2 separate regions of the Mus musculus genome follow, and region 2 is linked to region 1. Evidence: chromatin contacts called from public HiChIP or PLAC-seq data. All regions are on one chromosome and are shown on one strand. The core of a region is the stretch at or near the end of the contact, and the rest is flanking DNA. Distances in the headings are between cores, read along the strand shown. Region 1 has its middle 68 kb from the start of Ank3. Region 2 overlaps Ank3 (ankyrin 3, epithelial).

The links. HiChIP or PLAC-seq counts read pairs in DNA pulled down with a chosen protein or histone mark.
Region 2: a contact with region 1 is called in an H3K4me3 HiChIP or PLAC-seq map of embryonic forebrain, with 4 times the contacts expected there. The contact joins two enhancer-like sites. A contact is called at or near these places in 1 of 39 promoter capture datasets (embryonic stem cells), 1 of 15 datasets of contacts at CTCF or cohesin (the NIH/3T3 cell line), 32 of 484 Hi-C or Micro-C datasets (cerebral cortex, cochlea, cortical neurons and 15 more), 8 of 115 datasets of contacts at active chromatin or transcription factors (differentiating embryonic stem cells, embryonic basal ganglia, embryonic forebrain and 4 more) and 1 of 9 other capture datasets (embryonic stem cells).

What each region holds. Positions count from the first base shown.
Region 1 is chr10:69,464,172-69,467,200 of GRCm38.p6, reverse strand. No RefSeq gene overlaps it. Among named protein-coding and RNA genes, the nearest start is that of Ank3, 68 kb to the left of the region's middle. Within about 2 kb of position 1,445, at least 58 of the 459 cell types and tissues checked have an H3K27ac peak or open chromatin away from gene starts, as enhancers often do. A contact at or near this core is called in embryonic forebrain and forebrain, where this site is marked.
Region 2 is chr10:69,633,923-69,636,951 of GRCm38.p6, reverse strand. All of the region lies in intron 1 of Ank3 (ankyrin 3, epithelial), which reads right to left. Among named protein-coding and RNA genes, the nearest start is that of Gm33464, 72 kb to the right of the region's middle. Within about 2 kb of position 1,446, at least 29 of the 459 cell types and tissues checked have an H3K27ac peak or open chromatin away from gene starts, as enhancers often do. A contact at or near this core is called in embryonic forebrain and forebrain, where this site is marked.

The DNA.
Region 1 (3,029 bases), core at 196-2,695:
GCTACTAACTTGATATCATAGCATCGTGGATTAACTAAAGTCAGCTTTATTCTTTATTTTTTTTCTTTGTGTGTGTGTGTGTTTGCTTGCATGTATAGCTGTCCACCATATCTATACAGTGCCAGAAGAAGGTACCAGATCCCATGGAATTGTTACAGATAGTTGTGAGGCACCATGTGGGTTCTGGAAACCTGACCTGGGCCTTCATGGAATGCAGCCAGAACTCTTAACCACTGAGCCACCTCTCCATTTACCAGAAATCAGCTTTTAAGACACTCCTGTTGTTCTAAACGCTCCTCTTCCATGCAAGCTGCATTTGGTAATGTTCTATTGGCTTTTACATTTTTCTCTCAGGTCCCTGGGGGTTATCCAAGAGCAATGCAGCTGCTCCCCAGTCTCTGAAGTAGCCAGCCGTGACCCCGTGATTCTGTGTTCAGCACAGCTCTGCTGCAAAAGGGAACCATTTTTTTTTAACGTGGTCCAGGAGAAAATACAAGCATCCAAGTAAGACAGCTGAAAAGTCCTGACCTCTTCACATGGCCTTGAGGATGGAAAAGGCAGTCTGCAAGTCAGCTTTCCTCACAACTTCAGAGGAAGGCTCACTGTTAGGGAGCAAAAAATTAACACATCACAGAACCAGATACGAAACCCTAAAAGACAAACATCTTCTTTCCAAACCTTCCCTCTCAGGAGCTCTGATCCCATGAACATTTTCACCATGTGTTCTTTACTAACCCCTGAGGCACCTAACGGGTGTCACTCTGATTGGGTGACATTAAGGATGCTGTTAGCAGACAGCCAGCTGGCTAATCTGCCCTGCACTTCTAATGGGGCAGGAATTCCAAAAGGAACCCAACAGCATTTAATGCATCAAAAACCTTTTCAAATAGCAGGTTAGGATTTCTCTTTAACCTCAGGACTTGCTCTCTTAGTAAAAATAGCTCCCTTGCTCCCCCCACCCCTCCTTTTGAAAACCTACATTGAACAATGAGTCACCAGGTGACTTCCCTTCGCTTCTTTATTTCTGAGTTCTACTTCAAAGATAAAAACAGTCTCCCTTCTCTTTGTCTCCTCCCTTATACCTGAGCTCTATCATTCAAGGTCATGAAGGAGAAGGTTAAAACAAAACAAAAAATGTCCCTCATCTCACATAGAGCTGTTTATACGCATGCGAAGCAATTATGGCAATTAAAAATTTGAGGATCTCTAGAGATCCAGTTCAATGGCTGCTAAAACACGGCCGTTTAGAGAGCATCCTTCTGGTGTTGCTTAATTTATTTGAATAAAGGGTAGTGAGCGTCATATTTTAAATATCCGACGGCAGTAATCGGGCTGGTATTTGTTTTCATTTTCATTATTGGGTGCCTGAATAAATACCATTTGCATTCTCTGTCACCTCCAGCTAGCCAAGATGCTGCAAGATACATAATGGTGGATTGTTGCCATGGCAACTCCTCTACAACCACACGTTCTCTATGGCAACCCAAGCTCCCTGGAATACAAATGAAACTCCATAGCAACAGAGAGTCAAAGAGGTGATATCTGGAGACCAAAAAGCTCATGTAACATTTATTATCCACGTTATAGATACCTTTGCATGTTTGGCAAATAAAATTTGTATTCAAAAGATTGGCTAGAAAACACTGGTCATATATTAGAGATATTTTCCCAATTAAAAAAAAAAACACTATCGTACTTAAATTTTCTATCTGTTATAATATACTAATAAATATAAAATATATGTAATTCAAGTCTTTAAAGCAATTTATGTGAAAATCAGCATACACTTCCCTAGCTAGTGATAGATTATGAACTATAAATATAGGAATGTGGGACACACAAAGATAACCACTTGTGCTTATGTTTCTTTAACATTGTTATTCATCTGATTTTATTTTATTTGTTGTTCCTCTAGTTCCTTTTCTCTTCGATGGTGCAACAATGTAGCCCAGAAAAACAAAAACAAAAACAAAAATACCACCCTGGCTCTACTTCACAGCATGGTATACTTCAAGAGAAAAAGACCTCTGTGGTTCCTGACATGTCACCCACTTGACTATGAATCTGCACAAAGTATTTCATCTGAGTGTCAGTTTCTTAAAATGACAAAGGACGTGACACCTGCCTCCTCTTCATTTCCAGCTTGCTACAAGAAGTACTGGATAAGCCAGGAGCTCGCTGGAAAGAAATGAAGCACACTGTCATAGCTGAAGCAACCTCGAGCTAAGTGCTCCTCTTCATGATTTACATTTTTAAATGCTGCAGTGACTTGTAAAGTACACACACACACACACACACACACACACACACACACACACAAGGCAAGCTGTCGACTGGACAGCTGTGCACTGAGCACAAAATCTGCTGCCAGTGGTTGGTGGCTAAGATGAGCAGGCAGGTCCCTGCATTTGTAGCACTTCTGTTCTGTGGGTCCCTTGCATCCACGTAGTGTTTATGTTCTGGAAGGGAGCACTAGATGACGCCAGGACACAAAGAGGGCTCAGGACCAGAGCGGAGGATGCACCCTGTGACACTATGGACATAGACGTGTGGGGCTGGCCCAGGCTGGGTGGATGAGTGGTCAGGTCAGAGCTCCAGAAGGAATGAAGGGAAGATGATATGACATGTAGCATGAGGCTTTCAGAATGAGACAGAGCCATACTGGGAAGAGATGGGTGGCCAAGAGAAGGGGTGGTTGCCATAAGACCCTGAAGGAAGAAATAGTTCACTGTGTCTACATAGACAAAAGCCTGCCTAGTGATCAGAGGGACTGGGTGTAGAAGCTAGAGCAAGATGAGATGAAAATCCAGAGGGAGGTGGGCACAATGGGGTCCTAAAGAGGAAGGGACAGAGTGACAGGCTTTGTAGAGAAGGATTAGACAGCAGATCTAGGTAAAGAGCGAAAGATGAAGAAGTTATGCAGATGAAAGATAATGGCCTGCCTCCCAGCAGACAGCAGCCCCACTGATGGAGACCTGTGAAAGAGTAGGGGATAGGGTTGAGTGGGCTGGAGGAGTCAAGGCCACCAC
Region 2 (3,029 bases), core at 197-2,696, 170 kb before region 1:
GAGTATGATTCTCCCCTGAATGGTCCCAAGGTTTGAGAGCCAGCTTCACCCTACAGTGACGGCATTTCTCTGTGAATGGCTGGATACATCTGAATACACTGCCTTCAGATGAAGACCCTGGATTTTGATCTCTTCTCACTTCTGGAGTGAACATCCTTTCCAAAACACGAGGTCTGAAGGCAGCCACCCCCGCAAAACCTAAGCATCATCAGCGACCCCCTTACTTCACACTGCACTTTGTTACCCTGCCAGCCCCCAACTAAAATAATATTTCCAATAATGCTTTACTGTTATCAAAACAGTCACCTAAACACATCTGGGTGAGGATGGTATTTTGGGCACGCAGGCTGATTGCTGGGGGATAAGGAGGTACACACATCTGCTCCAGAGCAGTCTGTGTGGTTCTAATGACAGCATTCACCACGGAGACAGGGGGGGGGGCGATATTCAAGACTGCCAGACAAAAGAGACAGAAGGGGTGGATGAGGTGAGGGGGAGCTCTTCCGTCAGATGCTGCCATGGTGCTGGCATGTCATTGGTCCAAATGCCACCCATGGGCTTCAGGGATGACAGACAGCCTGCCAAGGCAGACATATAAACATGACAGAGGTAGGGGCTCTGACCAAGTGTCTGAAGTAAATTCTATCCAACTCAGACACAATTTTGTTATGCTTCCCAGTCTGAATATATACCCTGTCCCACCAGCATCCCATCAAAATCCACGGCAGGACTGTCCTCCAGGAAGGCCATCTGTGACTCTGGGACAGGTTAATAACAAGCTAAGTCTAACGACTGCCAGCTGTGAGCAGGGTAAGCATTGGGCGTGACTCCCTTGTAGGCTGGGATGGGGCAAGGTTGAGAATCACACAATCGAATAGAAATTCACACGTCTGACTCCCGGCAGAGGAGAGGGAATGGGGGTGAAAATTACCTCTTCTCACACAATTCCCGTTTGTCTGATCACCAAGAAAACAGCATATAAAGAGAAACTGCTCATGTGGCCCATGTGTGCTCATGCTGCTCATGGGGGCAAGAATGTGGTCTGAGGAAGGTGTCGAAGAAAGAGGGGGCTCACGGCAATATTTAACAAGGGTATCATGGGAGAGATTAAGGACCAGTGCATCCCACAGTTGGAAGGCCAGGATACACTTTTTCAGGTTATTCTATTGACACTTCAACACAAACACACACACACACACACACACACACACACACCAAAACAAACTAGCGTAAAAGACAAGGCTGATCTTTACAGCTTGGTGCATATATAGACTACAAAGACGCCTCCCTCTGTCAATCAAACTCCCCTCAAGAAGGCCATGGCTTCTCTTGGGAAGGTTGGTGATATTTTGACTCACGGGAGAAAATCACAGTTACCATTTGGTAGAAACCCCTGAGGGTTTTTCTCTGAAAAACTGTGAATATACCCTCTGCAAGCTAAACACTGCTCCCTCGCTGGGACATCTGCTACTGTCTGTCCACACTCTCTAGGGAGCCACCACTTCTTAGAGACCTGGAATCACTTGTAATTTTAGTCATAGTCTTCCTGAATTTCTATTTCCCCATGCAGTACCCTAAAAAGGAAAATATAGCTTCGTTGCTGCTATTGCTTGTTTTGGGGTGCAGCCTAGGGTCTCACCTAGGCCAGGTAAACCATCTACCACCGAGCCTTCTCAGCCCATACCTGGCAGCCGGTTTCTGATCAGGTTTATAATCGATCTACAAAACAAAATCAGTGGGGTTTCTGCCTCAGATGCACAGTGAAACCCCTTGAGGGGAGATTTTTTATTTTTCAACATACCAAGCCTGGGCTTCTGCCCCCAGAGACTCCGATTTAATTGGCTGGCATGATGCCTAGGTACGGACATTTTCCAAAGGCCCCCCAGGCACCTACCAGCTGATGATAATATAGAAACTGAGCCAAAAAAAGGTCTGTTCTGTCCTAGGGCCTTGGGTCTACAGCCAAGCCCCTTTCTCCAGAACTTGCTTGATTCTCCAGTCCTTACACTGTTCCTTGTGCAGCTGCCATTCCCTGTCTTACCTTTCCAACCTTGTTAAGGTAAGTCTTGCCAGCGCACAGCTATCTGCGCAGATTTGAGGGACTGTGGGAGCCCGAGGCACCGAGTCGCTTCTCACATGCATGCTGGGTCATAGGTCCTCATGCTTTATGCCTGGGCTCTCTCCCTAGCCTCACAGAGCCAATTTTATACCTGTGACACAAATGCAGAATCTGGATCCTAAACTTAAAAACACAATGCTGATAACAACAGTTGCTCTGCCTGTTCCAGCTTAGTCTGGATCTAGAATCCACCAAGCCAGGCAATATGCCTGTCTGGCTTTCCAAGGCAAACTTGCCAAAGCTCTATTTTGTTTTCTGACTGCGTTTCTATGGTGAAAGTAGATTCTTGTGCATTTTTAAAAAATTTACCACTAAGACCCCATATGAGGACTTTTACTAATGAGTTATACAATTCCAGGAAGTATCTGAAAGAATCTTACCCCTGGGTATACCCAGGGAACAGACCCTGAATTCCTGAACCCCGTGTAGGCTGTGTAAATTCTTATGGGTATCGCACAACAAAGCCCCACTTAGAGCTTCGAGCTGCTTGAAACAAGGGATGTATTTATACATTCACATTTGGTGATGAGCACAAGTCAATATACCCCCATTAGTCACACTTCACTGTGGCTATAGTGCAAGAAACTGCTGTGCAAGAAACTGCTTCACAAGAAGAAGGAGACTCTCCATTTCCATTCAAGAGAAGGAAGTGTCTCCAGCACAGAAGTATGGTGAGATGGAGGCAGGGATGAAGGGAGGCAGGGAGGCAGGGAAGCAGGGAGGCTGGAAGGTTGGGATGCAGGGAGGCTGGGAGGCAGGGAGGCTGGGAGGCTGGGAGGCTGAGAGGCTGAGAACCTTGGCCACCCAAGCCAAACACTCCTTCAATCTTTCCTTTGTCAGAAGAGAGTGGAAACAAAACAAAACAAAACCCTGAAGTCATTCCCTGGAATTTTATGACTTGATGGTAAAA